Regions from separate parts of the Zea mays genome. Here all the other regions are linked to region 1. The links are chromatin contacts, called in public Hi-C maps. All regions are on one chromosome and are shown on one strand. Each heading gives the region's core, a stretch centred on a gene start, on an enhancer-like site or on the middle of the called end of the contact. The rest is flanking DNA. Distances are from core to core; before and after follow the strand shown. Region 1 holds the start of LOC100278506. Region 2 holds the start of LOC100280772 (protein translocase/ protein transporter). Region 3 holds the start of LOC100381639 (Delta(12)-fatty-acid desaturase).

Region 1 (4,272 bases), core at 1,120-3,619:
CCGCACTTCATGTTCGTAATTCTGAGTCCGAAGATACCTGTTCACATAATCCACTTGGAAAACATTGTCAAATCATGTTTTTGAGGACCTTCGGAGGACGAAGACCCCCAACAGTATAGAGAGAATGGTTAAAATCAGCCTAAAAGGAAAAAAATAAGAAAGGGAAGAGGGACCGCTTGCTAAGTCAATCAAATTGACGTGGCATAGTGGTCATGTTTGTCTTTCTTACCATGTCATGAGACGGAATAATACAGTACAACAATTTAGCTGTGCTAGAGATTAATGTGACTAAACGGATTAGTTTTAAAAAACAACAATATTATTTTATATATACTATTTAAAATGGTTTAAAATAAAAAACAGTGAGCCCTGACGACCTGACCATTTTAAAAAACGTGACGGCCTGGAGTTGGACCGCAGGCAGTTGTAGAGTGAGGCGGCGGCCGCTTCCGGATAGACCATGGGCTGAACTTGGCGAAGGCGGCGAAGAAGATTGGCATAACTGGATTGGGCCGGGCGTCCACTCATTCGCCTGGCCCAGTGGCACTGGTAAGAAAACGTCGGTGTCCTAAACGAGGAAAAGTAGCAAGGTTGGGTTGGCTTTCCCTTCCAAATTCCATGGACCGCCGCCGAATTCACGTCTGTTTCGCGGGCACCACCTACCCATTCCTTCCATCGGACCGCGCTAGCGAACCATCCATTTTCTCGTGGTGCAACTGCAGGTCCATCGGACTCGTAGTTGTAGCGTACGTGACACAATTGACCGCCTACCTGTTCACATGTGACGCTTCACCTTCTCTTGTGCTTCGCTGTTTCCTACTACTCCTGCTACTGGTAGCCGTAGACAGAACACGAGAGAATCGTATGTGTCCTGTCGTCGTTCTAGAAACGAAATTGGAGACGAGTAATTTGCGTTTTTAGACGACTATAACACGTCGATTCACTTCACTGGAAAGAAAGAATACCGCTCACGGCCGGTGACCATTGATTCCATGAACCGTCTACCGGCGGCAACTCTCGTTTGAGAATAGTTGCTTCCCAAGTTGACAGGTATCTTGTGAATTTTTCCAGCTGTTTTTGCGTCGCATTGACCAGGAGTAGTACAGGCTTCCAGGAAACGCGTGCACCGACACCCATACATGCTGGCAGAATGTTACAGGTTCGCTGGGCAGGGCAGCCGATGAAAAGACACATCAGATCTGGCTGAGAGCCTGAGACTACTCAAGAACCGAGGGGCACAATTTGCATCAGTTTTATTTAACAGTACAAGATCAACAAAACATTTTACATTTACATCGTCCAAAGAACGAACCCAAAAGAATAATATAAAGAAAGAACGGGCATGTAGTATAACACTTGTTCACCTCTACAGGGGCACTAGATCTACACAGATCACAGAACGGTAATCCTACATTCCATTTCATTCATCATCAATTCAACGACATCTTCACCGTCGATCTCACGCACCTGTAACCTGAATCTTCTTCTTCCCGCGCCTCTCAGCGCTCTCCATCCCTGGATCTGGAGGAGACCGGCCGCAGACGGCACCGGCAACCGCGAGACGCTGCCTAGTGCGCCATGGCGTGGCCGGTGTGGTGGAAGCTCTGCCGCTGCGCGTAGGCGAACGACGCCGCCGGCTTGCACTGGACGCTGTGCGCCGCCGCGGCCGACGACGACGGCAGGGACTGCTGCTTGTGCGTGGTGGGGAGCGAGTGCGCGGACGCGACGAGGCGGCGGACGCCGGACCGCATCTTGAACAGGATGTGGGCCCAGGTGCCCCTGCTCTGGCGGCCCAGCGCGGCGACCTCCTCCTCGTTCATCTCGAGGTCGCCCGCGAACCCGGGCTTCTTGGACAGGAGCCAGCCGACGCCCCACTGCCACCACTGCCTCAGGGAGCCGCCCCCCGCGGCGAAGGCGGCGCCGAGGGAGGGCGCCGACTTGGAGCGGCGGAACGCCCACTCGGCGGCCGACGCGGAGGAGATGGGCTGGATCTTGCCGGAGAAGCTGGACAGCCGCTTCCTCAGGCCCATGAGGTGGCTCTCCTCCTTGCTCTTGCCGCCGCCCTGGAAGGTGGGCAGCTCGTCCTTGAGCGGCCTGGTCGGCAGGAACCTCGCCTTCTGGATGTTCTCCAGGATGGTGGCCATGGCCGGACCCGACGACTAGAGTCTAGTAGAGGCAAGCAAGCAAACCAAATAGAGAGAGAGAGAGAGAGACGGAGGGGAAGAGAAGAGGATGTAGAACCAAGCTCCAAGCCTTCAAGAGGGGAGGGCAATGGCTTGGCTTTCTCCTCCTGCTCTCTCACCCCCCAGATCAGATCTTTCCCTGCCTTCTTTTGATGGAGGACGGGAGGAGGAAAGGAAGGTGAGGTATGCGTATGCGTTGTGCTGGCGCGGTGTTTGTGCCGCAGCCACAGCAGCTTGCCTCCGCCTGGACAGGCTGGCTTTATTCATGCATGAGGGGGACACCAACGAGGTGTGCAGTTGAAAGTTCCTCGTAGCTTTTTTGTGAACACAAGAACGTGCTATAACGCGAGGCGACGTGAATGATGAATTACCAAAACCCCTTTTTTTTTTTTGCCTTCCTGCGACTCCTCCAAGTCAGGCAGCTCAGACACACTGGAGCCGTGTTGGCAAAAATGATGGGTGGCGGCAGCTGCTGGTGCGGTGCAGGCCTCGATACGGCCACCTGGCAGCAGCTTTTGACGTCCACCAAGTGGTGTGCTGTCCGGTCCTGTGTAGGTTGGTTCAGCTTCAGCAGCTCATGCCACCAACTCATGTCAACAGCTGCCCTCTGTCTGATTATTTGGGGGATTTTTAAAACTGCGCTTTTATCTCAGCATTGCTGCTCAATTTTCTCCTAAAAATGAATCATCCATTACTACTGTACAGGCACAATTTTGAAAATCATCTCAAACAACATGAGCTTTAAATTGTTAGACTGCATCGAACAGCTTATCGTCGTGCAAAACACTGTTTGTTCGCAGATTACAGTTTAAATATAGAGATAAAGATAGGTAGCGTCCTTCTATAGAGTGGAATGGTGACGGGTGAGTTTTTTTTCACTTCTTCACGAGACCTACCTTGTTCGGTTGCATCTTTGCGGGGGGATAGAGGATTGAGTGGCACTAAATCATTTTCTATTTAATTTTAACTAAAAGACATTTAATCGTATCTAATCTTCTTCAATCCACTTTTAAAACGAACAAACAATGAGGCATGGATGTATCTTTCTTTTTTTGAAGGATGCAGTTATAAGGCTGTCTCCAGCAGCCTATTCATCTTATCTCACATCTCATCTCATATTTTAAAATTCACCCTGCAACATTGCAGGCTACATTGTGAAACGGTGTTTTATGTGATCATATGCATAATATGCCGGAGATAGGTTGAGAAAAAGAATAAACCGAAGCTGCATCTGTTTATTTGATTAACGTTTACTTAAAAAAAGTTGGGCAGCTGCGGGCGCACCGAAGGATCCACATGAGAACATGGGGAGGAGGCGCTGGGCCAATGAAACTTGTCTGTCCCCGCCTGCTACCGAAACGTTTTGTCATGTTTGGGCTCCGCATCGTACGGACTAGTAGGCTTTAAGGTAGAGCTTTTTCAGCAAATGCTTCTCCACAGCCAATCTACCTTCACAACACATCCGGGTGGTGCAAGACTGCAAGCTCTCTACATAAAAACGTACAGTACAAGTTATACCGCACGGTGGTTACACTTCATGTCTGCGGCTACCATCGTTTTTGCGGTGATGTTTTCCTACGAGAGATGTTGGCCGAGAGAATGCAGTCAGGACGACCCAGGAGGACTGAAGAAGAACCGCATAGGCACAGGCGCTAACTCTGCAGCTCGTGCGGCTCATGTACATGGCTGCGGTTCGCAGGTCCATCTCCGACCCTGACCCAGCACTCGGCCCTCACCTATTTCCCTCTCTCCCTTTTTCGGTTGCTTCCGCTCGCCGCCGACACTGATTTTTATTGAATGCACGGCAATGGTAGGTTGGGGAGGGACTGGGGGGAGGTTGGTGGAAGAATCAGAAGAGTGGTGGAGCTCAGCTGAAGCTTGGACCTCATTGTTTTCGTGGGCAGTATTTTAGGTCCGGTTTCGGTTACTCCGTCCGTCGTCAGCCTAACATGCCTATTCCAGGACTTCCGGTTCAGACGCCAGGGGAGCACTGACCATTGGACTTCTCTGTAGACACAAGAAAGACACGTGCAGATGAACTGGCATAGCAGGCAAGGAAAACGAGCTGGGTTTTTTTTTCAGCTTCGAC
Region 2 (4,272 bases), core at 1,122-3,621, 370 kb before region 1:
TAGAATGGGCCATTGTAGTGAGATTTTGGAGGATTTCTAAAATGAGGTCCAACCTCTTGGAAATTTTCCTATGGAATTGTAAGTGGCATACAACTCTATTCCTACATTTTTCCTATCCCTATGTTTTATCAATCCTGCAATCCAAAGGAGGACTTTGTATGATCATTGATGCATATCTTTGGCCGTTAATATCTTCCATAATGTATTCTTAAAATCCATCAAAACTTATGAGATTTTTGCAAATATTTCCCAATATAAATCTACAAATATATCTCACTTGTTTCCAAACTAAATAATTTGAATGTTACTTATAATTGTAGTTTTATGGTTTGACCAACATCTTGTCATAAACATGTTTTAATGACCAGAAGGAGTACGTTCAAAGCTAAATTGCTTATTTGGTGGATGAAATGTTGTGCAGATGCTCACCCACATCATTGCTTATTAGCCCTTATTTGTAACTAAACTTGACTGATGTTACAAGCAAACACTAAGGCATCGTTTGGTTCACATTTTGTAATGCAATGGGTAACTGATAACGGTAAATCATGTTTGTTTTAGTTCAACCGTAATCAGATACCACACTAAAAATTGATACCGGCCTATTCAAACTTGTTACCACCGGTACTCGAGTGTAAACCATTACCATTTACGTTACATTTCGTGAACCAAACAACACATATGATGTTACACTAATTTATCACCACACACAGTGCTTTATACACCAAGATCATCTCCACCCATAGAGGCATTTAAGAAAGTTGTAACTCATATTACTAGAGTTTCCAGTGAGAAGCAAACTGGAGTGAATAAATAACATATAAAATCAGTTTCTAAGTAAATGAGCACGATATCATTTTACTGTATGATAGATTATGTAGGGTAATACTCCTATCTCATAATAACAAGATGTTCTACAAATTCAATGGCCTGTTATGCATAGTTTGAACCATAGGTTGCAATGCTTGAAGAAGAAACTTGTTTACCCCAAATGACAGTACCTATGGCATAATGCTCAGTGCGATCATTTCTAAACCAGGGAACACAAATTGGACAATGGAGCGAATATTATGAAACAACTGTTTGACCCGTATCTGTCCACACAATAACTCTTACTGTGTAGTCACCAGAAGTCACTAGATATAGGAGCACAAACTATGCCGTCATCCATATTTAGGGTGAACCAATCCAAAATGCTCCAGACACCCAAAGAGTAATAATTTCAAATCACATATTTCTCTTTGCAATTTACCGACACAATGTGTGCACTGATCTACAGACACAATGTGCAAGCTAACAAAAAACTGTTAACTATGGACGTTATGTTCATGGGACTATTGACAAAGCAATGTACAATGGTACAAGAGCTTTCTTTTAATTGCTACAAGGGTTATGCCTATTCAGTGACATGAATAAACAACATTTCCAGTGACTCAGAAAAAGATACAACTAAACTATGCATCAATTTGATCCCAAAACCCAGAACTACTCCTTTATGATTTGAGCTCAAGCTTCACTAATTAGACCCAACAATCACCCATAACCTAGCTGACTTATACCATCACATCATGTCAAATATATGGCAGTGAGTAACAATCTCAATTCCCACTTCCCAGTTAACCTCTACATGTCTGCATGCCAGTATCATCAATAAGTAAGAAATTTAGGGCATCAGAAGCGACCAGAAACTAAAGCCAAGGCTTCCCAGGTGCATTTGTTCCCTTGTTAGAAAGGGTTCGAGTTTCTAACCTCTGTAGCCGCAGACAGAGGCTCCGGCAACGAACGCGCCGACGGCCCCGTTGACGAAGTCGCGCTTCTTGCGCTGGCTCTGCACGAGCTGCTCGACGCCGATGTAGAGGCCCCCGATGGTGGCGAAGGTGGCCCCGTAGGTGCCGCACATCTTGAGCGTCCGGATAAGGCCAGGGAGCGCGACGTGGCGCTCCACACGGGGCACGTCGTACCAGGTGGCGACGACGGTGCCCCAGATGGTCCCCGCGGCGAGTCCTGTCACCGCACCCTTCATCGTCTTCGTCAGCGGCGAGTCATCCTCCATCCTCGTTCCTCCGGTTCCTGCACGACAGGTGCAGCGAATCAAAGCCGCACGTGACTCGGGCGGGATCCGGCGAGCGCAACCCTCCCTCGGCGGTTGGCAGAACGAGATCGGGATCTAGCAGCACCGTGCACTTGGCTTAGATGGGCGTTGGGGGTGAGGCTGGCCCCTTGTTGGGAGAGGAGTTCAGCGGAGAGGGGAGCGGGTTACCTGTCTCGAGACTGCGCGGTGTGTGCCGGCGGCCGTCGAGTGCCGAGGCGGGACGGAGAAGGCTGAGGGTTCAGGGGCGGACGGCTGGAGGTCTCGGGGTAGAAATGGAATCGCCAATCGCGTCGTTGGGAGACGAGAGAGACACAGGAAGAGGAGCAGCGCCGTAGGAGTGGGGAGCCCGGTCGCGGCGGCGTCGGTGCCGGGTTCCGGGCCTGTTTTGCGCGTGGGCTGCTTCGCTGCTGCGGAAAAGCCTGGTCTGTCTACGTGGGCCTTACAAAAGGATCACGTTAGAAATTCAGACGCAGAGTAGCGAGTACGTAGCAGACTAGCACATGTACATCCAATTTTTTTTTAAAAAAAGTACATCCAGATTCAACTAATTAATTAATCACTCACTCGGTTCCAATTTATAAGTTGCAGCTATTAGGCATCTTTAATATAGAGATCTTTGATCTGGATGGGGGTTCAGCATGTAGCCATGTACAACAGAAGTTAGCCTGTTTTCTTCAAGTACTCGGATTCTGTCTGGCAAGCAACCCCAACCCCCAGACGCACAGTTTCGTTGGACTGAGTCAGGAACCAGGATCCGGAACCCTGCATGGATGGGTAGCTGGCTATTGCCTGGCAGGCAGCATCCAAACAAGCCTGAATTACGAAACCTACCCTGCCAGCTTCATGTTGTTCTCTTGTTCTTCTTGTTCTTCAATCCAGCTCCCTGCTCGGTACCGGTCGGTTTATCGAAACCGCCTTGATACAGTTTCAGATAACCACCGTTTTTTAAAATTTGTTCTAATTCAAAAAATTTTAAAAAAATCATAAACCCTGAAAACCGCCGGTAAACCGTTTTTTGGACCGGTAAACCGTTATTTTAGACCGGTAAACCACCATTTTTTGCCGGAAAACCGGATTTAATGTTAAGATTGACTTCCACTTTAGACATTTAGCGGTCAATTTAGGCATATTAGTCTTGTTTACTGTTATATGCTATATATGAAGATGAAACCCGTATCTCAAGTCAAGTTTAGGTATTTAGTGGTCAATTTTGGTTTCATTTCCTATCCAAGATGGAATCCGTAGATCAAGTAGCTTCATTTCTCTAACTATTCGTCTGGACAAGATCCAATCTAGAACTTTTAGCTCCAGTTCTTCTTTATGTGTTCCTAAGATTTGCTAATCAGGAGAAAAGTCCAACACTTGGTGAGGTGCACATGCAATACACAAACACCAAACACACATACATGTATGTTTTTTTTGCTTTGTGTATAAGTATTTATCTGTCGTTTTTGTTTTCTCGCTAATGTATCTCATATCTTTTGTATAGACCTGTCACTATCACTATGACGGATTGGAACAATATCACGATCCTTCCAACATGCCTGAGTACTATCACTATGACTCGAGCTGAACATGTGAGTATTGTGAAATAAAGTTGACCTATGTGTCGTTGTCTCGTTGGAGGATTGTAAAAGAACTTGTATTTGAGTATTGCGAACTTCGCTGGTTGTTTGTTGCATGAGAACTGAAGTTTTTGGTTGCATATGTATGTTGTATGTTATTTTGGTGAACGCATGTCGTGTGGATTAATTAATATTTTCTGTGCAATGTGAATTGAGCAAATTACAGATAAATCCTGTCAAAATTTTCCAATTTTTTTTTGTAAAAAACTGCAAAACCCAGTTCATTTCGTGGTAAACCGGCGGTTTAGAGTGGTTTTCACCGGTAAATCGGCTCAAACTCAAATTGATTTGGATTGGTCAAATCGGTCCGTTTTTACCGGTTTTCACCGGTTTTACTGCGCGGTAAATCGTTACCGGTGGGTAACGGTTTTGCCACCCGAAAACGATTTTGTAAATCATGGTCGTGTCTAGGGTGGATATCGAGTCAGCTCAACTCGGCTTGACCGAGCTTGAGTTGGTTCGTTAAGATAACGAACTGGCTCGGCTCGACTCGTTAAGCAACCGAGTCAGAGAACTAGCTCGGCTCGTTTGCGAGCTCGAGTTGTCTCGTTTCGC
Region 3 (4,272 bases), core at 760-3,259, 270 kb before region 1:
AAGTACCGCTGGTCCAGGGTTGAACGGGGTGTTACATAAGCAAACCATATAATATTTAGAAAAATATCTTCTTATGTTATACTCCTCTTCTATCTCTTCGGTATTTTTTTCTTATGTAATTTTAGTTGCTTGGTCAATATGTTTAAGGTAAATTCATGTTAACTTTGTAAATTGTTCAAACAATTTTGAATGAGTCATCCTCTGTATCGCCTTATGTTATACGCCTTATAGAGCTTATTCATTATGCTCTTCTCCATGGGAGAGGACTCACTGCTACTCGTTGCTGACTCCTTCCTTTGTGTTGCACTCTTGCCCTAACACTACCAATATGGCATGTTGGTTCGACACTATCTAGTGTTGTAGAGCTATAATCACCTTCTATGTTGAGATGGGATTTTTTGCTCTCATCGCTAGAGTCGTTATCATCGTGTCATGTGCACCATTTGTGCTGATGACGAAGATCGTGCCATATGTGCTCTGGTTTGAAGTCCTTTTCACATGGCTTATTGCAGATGCTCTCATTTGTTGCTTCGAGGAGCATAGCATCATATGCTCTAATCGGTCAAGCTATAGACAAGTGTTTGTAGATGCCATTAAAGAGGGTAACCTTGTGGTTGCTCATTGACCACTGATCCTTCCGTTGTTTGAGGCTACAGTGTTGAGGATGTTCCATGGTGGAGTTGTTTGTGCTGGCTATTTGGCCCAACAAAACCAATCCCTTCTTGTCGTTGCCCTCAATTGAGTCCACAGAGTGCAGTAGTCACACATGGATCAGATTCATGGACTCAAAGAAACGTTACTGTTAGCCTCGTGTATTGTCCAGATGACATCCATTTCTTCTGTGGTAGCGCTCATGTCCCATCAGTTTTTTTACAATCGACGAGCCATTCTTCTCTGCGCTCATGAGCCATCAGTTGTTCTTTTCCAGCTTTTATTTAAAGTACGCCCTTTTTTTCTTTCCGAAGCAACCATGCCTTGATGACTTGATCACCCACTTCTCCTGGTCCTACTACAGGCCTACAGCTATCAGACAACATTTCGACCTCACATAGAGGATTCCTTGGGAGAGATCCACGCTGCTAGAAGGAGCAGCATCACTCCATCCGGGGCCTTTCTCGGTAGCATCCAGACTACCAGCATGATGAGCATCCAGACACCGCCGAATCATAATAAACTGAACCAGTTAAGTGTGCAATTCTCATTTCTCAAAACATTAACTATATCAGCATTTAAAAAAAAGACATACCTTTGTATAATGACAAAATATATTTCAAAGAATTCCATCACTAGAAGGAAACTTTGTAAAGATCCGGTTAATGGCAGCTTAGCATCACGCCATCACCACACCAGAACCTATAACTCAAAGGCCAAGCCCCTAAAGCTGCAGGTCTCAGAGCCGACCAAAGGCCATCATGCTATCCCTCAGGCCTCAGCTCCGCAAGACGCTTTGGAGACAAGACGACCGCAGTCGGCAAACAGGATAGCACTAGAAACAACAGTCCCAGGTGAGACAACTCTGGGGAGAATGCCATGTATAACTATCTATTGCTAGGCAAGAAGCGAGGGAAGGAACAAACTTACGTATTTTGCACGTGATGTATGACGCACAAAACTAGTGCTTTGAATAAGTACAAATATTAAGATGCACATGGACCTAAGGGTTCAAAGATGTGTTTGATTCTTTTAGTCACCATCTTAAACTTTAGTAAATAAACTTTAATCCCTAATTTTTTTATTCTATGAGGTATTGTTTAGTTATATAGTGTTTGTTTAGTTATAGTGTTTGGTAGTTTACACACTAAAGTGACTTAGCTTTAGTCACTAAAGTGACTTAACTTTAGTCACTAAAGTTTAGGAGGAGGAGTGATGCTGCGTTGTTATATACTCACTTCGCTTTATTTTTAGTTGTCGCTGGATAGTTTAATTTTGCACTATGCAGCGACAACTAACACGAAACGGAGGGAGTATATATTATGTTGCTACCTATAGCTATAGCTAGCTAGTACATGGAAAAGGCCGCGGTAACCGCATCTGCCATTTGCCTGTTTGCTTTGCTCTCTTCCAGGCCAATCCGTAAGTTAGGGATCCAAATCAGTAGCAACTTGGTAGGTTAACTTTTTTATGATATATATGGTAGCTTTTTGATCGATTGATGTCGCCGCAATGTTTTTTTTCTTGAATCTTGCTTGATCATCTGTATTTTGTGTCAGCAGCAAAATGCGTGCCGGTGCCAGGTTGATCGAGAAGGAGCAGCAGGAGCAGCGCGCACCGGTGGAGAAGCCTCCGTTCACCTTGGGTCAGATCAAGAAGGCCATCCCGCCACACTGCTTCGAGCGCTCGGTGCTCAAGTCCTTCTCCTACGTGCTCCGTGACCTCGTCACCGCCGCGGCGCTCCTGTACTTGGCGCTGGTCACCATCCCGGCGCTCCCGAGCCCGCTCCAGTACGCCGCCTGGCCGCTCTACTGGATCGCACAAGGCTGCGTGTGCACCGGCCTGTGGGTCATCGGGCACGAGTGTGGCCACAACGCCTTCTCGGAGTACCCGCTCCTCGACGACATCGTTGGCCTGGTGCTGCACTCGTCGCTGATGGTCCCGTACTTCTCGTGGAAGTACAGCCACCGGCGCCACCACTCCAACATTGGCTCCCTGGAGCGCGACGAGGTGTTTGTGCCCAAGAAGAAGGAAGCGCTGCCGTGGTACACGCCGTACGTGTGCAACAGCCCCGTGGGCCGTCTGCTGCAGATCGTCGTGCAGCTAACCCTCGGGTGGCCACTGTACCTGGCCACCAACGTGTCGGGTCGCCCGTACCCGCGCTTCGCCTGCCACTACGACCCCTACGGCCCGATCTACAGCGACCGGGAGCGCGCCCAGGTCTTCGTCTCGGACGCCGGCGTCGTGGCCGCGTGGTTCGGGCTGTACAAGCTGGCGGCGACGTTCGGGTTCTGGTGGGTGGTGCGCGTCTACGCCGTGCCGCTGGTGATTGTGAACGCGTGGCTGGTGATCGTCACCTTCCTCCAGCACACCCACCCGGCTCTCCCCCGCTACGACTCCAGCGAGTGGGACTGGCTGCGCGGCGCGCTAGCCACCATGGACCGCGACTACGGCGCCCTCAACCGCGTGTTCCACAACATCACCGACACACACGTCGTGCACCATCTCTTGTCCACCGTGCCGCACTACCACGCCGTGGAGGCTACCAAGGCGATCAAGCCCATCCTCGGCGAGTACTATCAGTTCGACCCCACCCCCATCGCCAAGGCGATGTGGCGCGAAGCTAGGGAGTGCATCTACGTCGAGCCCGAGAACGGCAGGGGCATCTTATGGTACAACAAGTTCTAGCCGCGCTTAACTTGATGCGGAACTCAGGACTTAGGTGATCGCCCATACTTTCGCCGGAGAATTGGGAGAAGAAATCAGGAAGAGAGAGTGAGGTAAAAAGAAGTCGTACCGATAGTATATATATGGGCACATAAATGGCTTAGTGCACTGTCATTGCATGCTAGAGCTGCCATCAATAACACCTATAGACAAATAAAAATTTCAATGTAATGTGTCTGTGCCCATGCATGGCTGTGAGCTTTGGTCAGTTCCGAGTTGTTTTTCTTGTCCGCGTTTCAGGGCATATTTGCTTGCTGCAGCCTGCAGCTGTGGTGCATCAAGGCACGTTTGGATGGAACCTTGGGGCTGTTGCATCATTGCATGGGAAAAATGACTGCCGTCATCTGGGAAAAAAACGGAACATATATCGTATACACAAGACTACGCTCGTACACATATACATAAAACTAATTTGGATCATTCATCCAACAGTCTTCGATCGATGTGTTTTAACAAAAACACATTACACTCCTCGCGTTCAGCTACATATTTGCAAAAAAAAAAAAAATCACATCCTCAGTCCAAGATTGTTGGACAAAGGATTCAGCATATATATGGCGGAGCACCCATTATAGCCTACTATGGCTAGAGCCATACCTGAAAATTATGTTTGGTGTAATGGTAAGTGCATACTACTTGCAATCAATAGGTTACAAGTTTGAGTCTTACATGTTGTATCATTTTTTTTTTCTTTTTTATCTTTCTTCAGCCATACCTAATTATTATTCAGTGCTCTGTCACTGCACGAAGTTAGTTGTATGCAGTTACGTTTCCGAGAAAAACAACCGCGCAGTTATATGCGTGCCACCGTCTGGGGAAACGACTATTTAAGTGTTCCATGTAAGACACTCACTAGGTTTTGCGTTTTTACCGGCTCAGGCTACTTCATATATA

The links. A called contact is a pair of places that touch in the nucleus more often than the background predicts.
Region 2: a contact with region 1 is called in a Hi-C map of endosperm, with 2.2 times the contacts expected there. The contact joins the promoter of LOC100280772 here to the promoter of LOC100278506 in region 1. A contact is called at or near these places in 3 of 25 Hi-C or Micro-C datasets (ear, endosperm and tassel).
Region 3: a Hi-C map of ear shows a contact between it and region 1, with 1.9 times the contacts expected there. The contact joins the promoter of LOC100381639 here to the promoter of LOC100278506 in region 1. A contact is called at or near these places in 2 of 25 Hi-C or Micro-C datasets (bundle sheath and ear).

What each region holds. Positions count from the first base shown.
Region 1 is chr5:210,872,035-210,876,306 of Zm-B73-REFERENCE-NAM-5.0, reverse strand. LOC100278506 reads right to left here and starts at 2,369. Exons shown (of 1, transcript NM_001151762.2): 1 at 1,273-2,369. The coding sequence starts at 2,144. The coding sequence ends at 1,569. It also overlaps a transcript of LOC100193755 not described here.
Region 2 is chr5:211,245,318-211,249,589 of Zm-B73-REFERENCE-NAM-5.0, reverse strand. It overlaps LOC100280772 (protein translocase/ protein transporter), which reads right to left and starts at 2,371. Exons shown (of 3, transcript NM_001153694.1): 1 at 2,261-2,371; 2 at 1,750-2,167. The coding sequence starts at 2,053.
Region 3 is chr5:211,139,924-211,144,195 of Zm-B73-REFERENCE-NAM-5.0, reverse strand. It overlaps LOC100381639 (Delta(12)-fatty-acid desaturase), which reads left to right and starts at 2,009. Exons shown (of 2, transcript NM_001174454.1): 1 at 2,009-2,105; 2 at 2,214-3,547. The coding sequence starts at 2,218. The coding sequence ends at 3,339.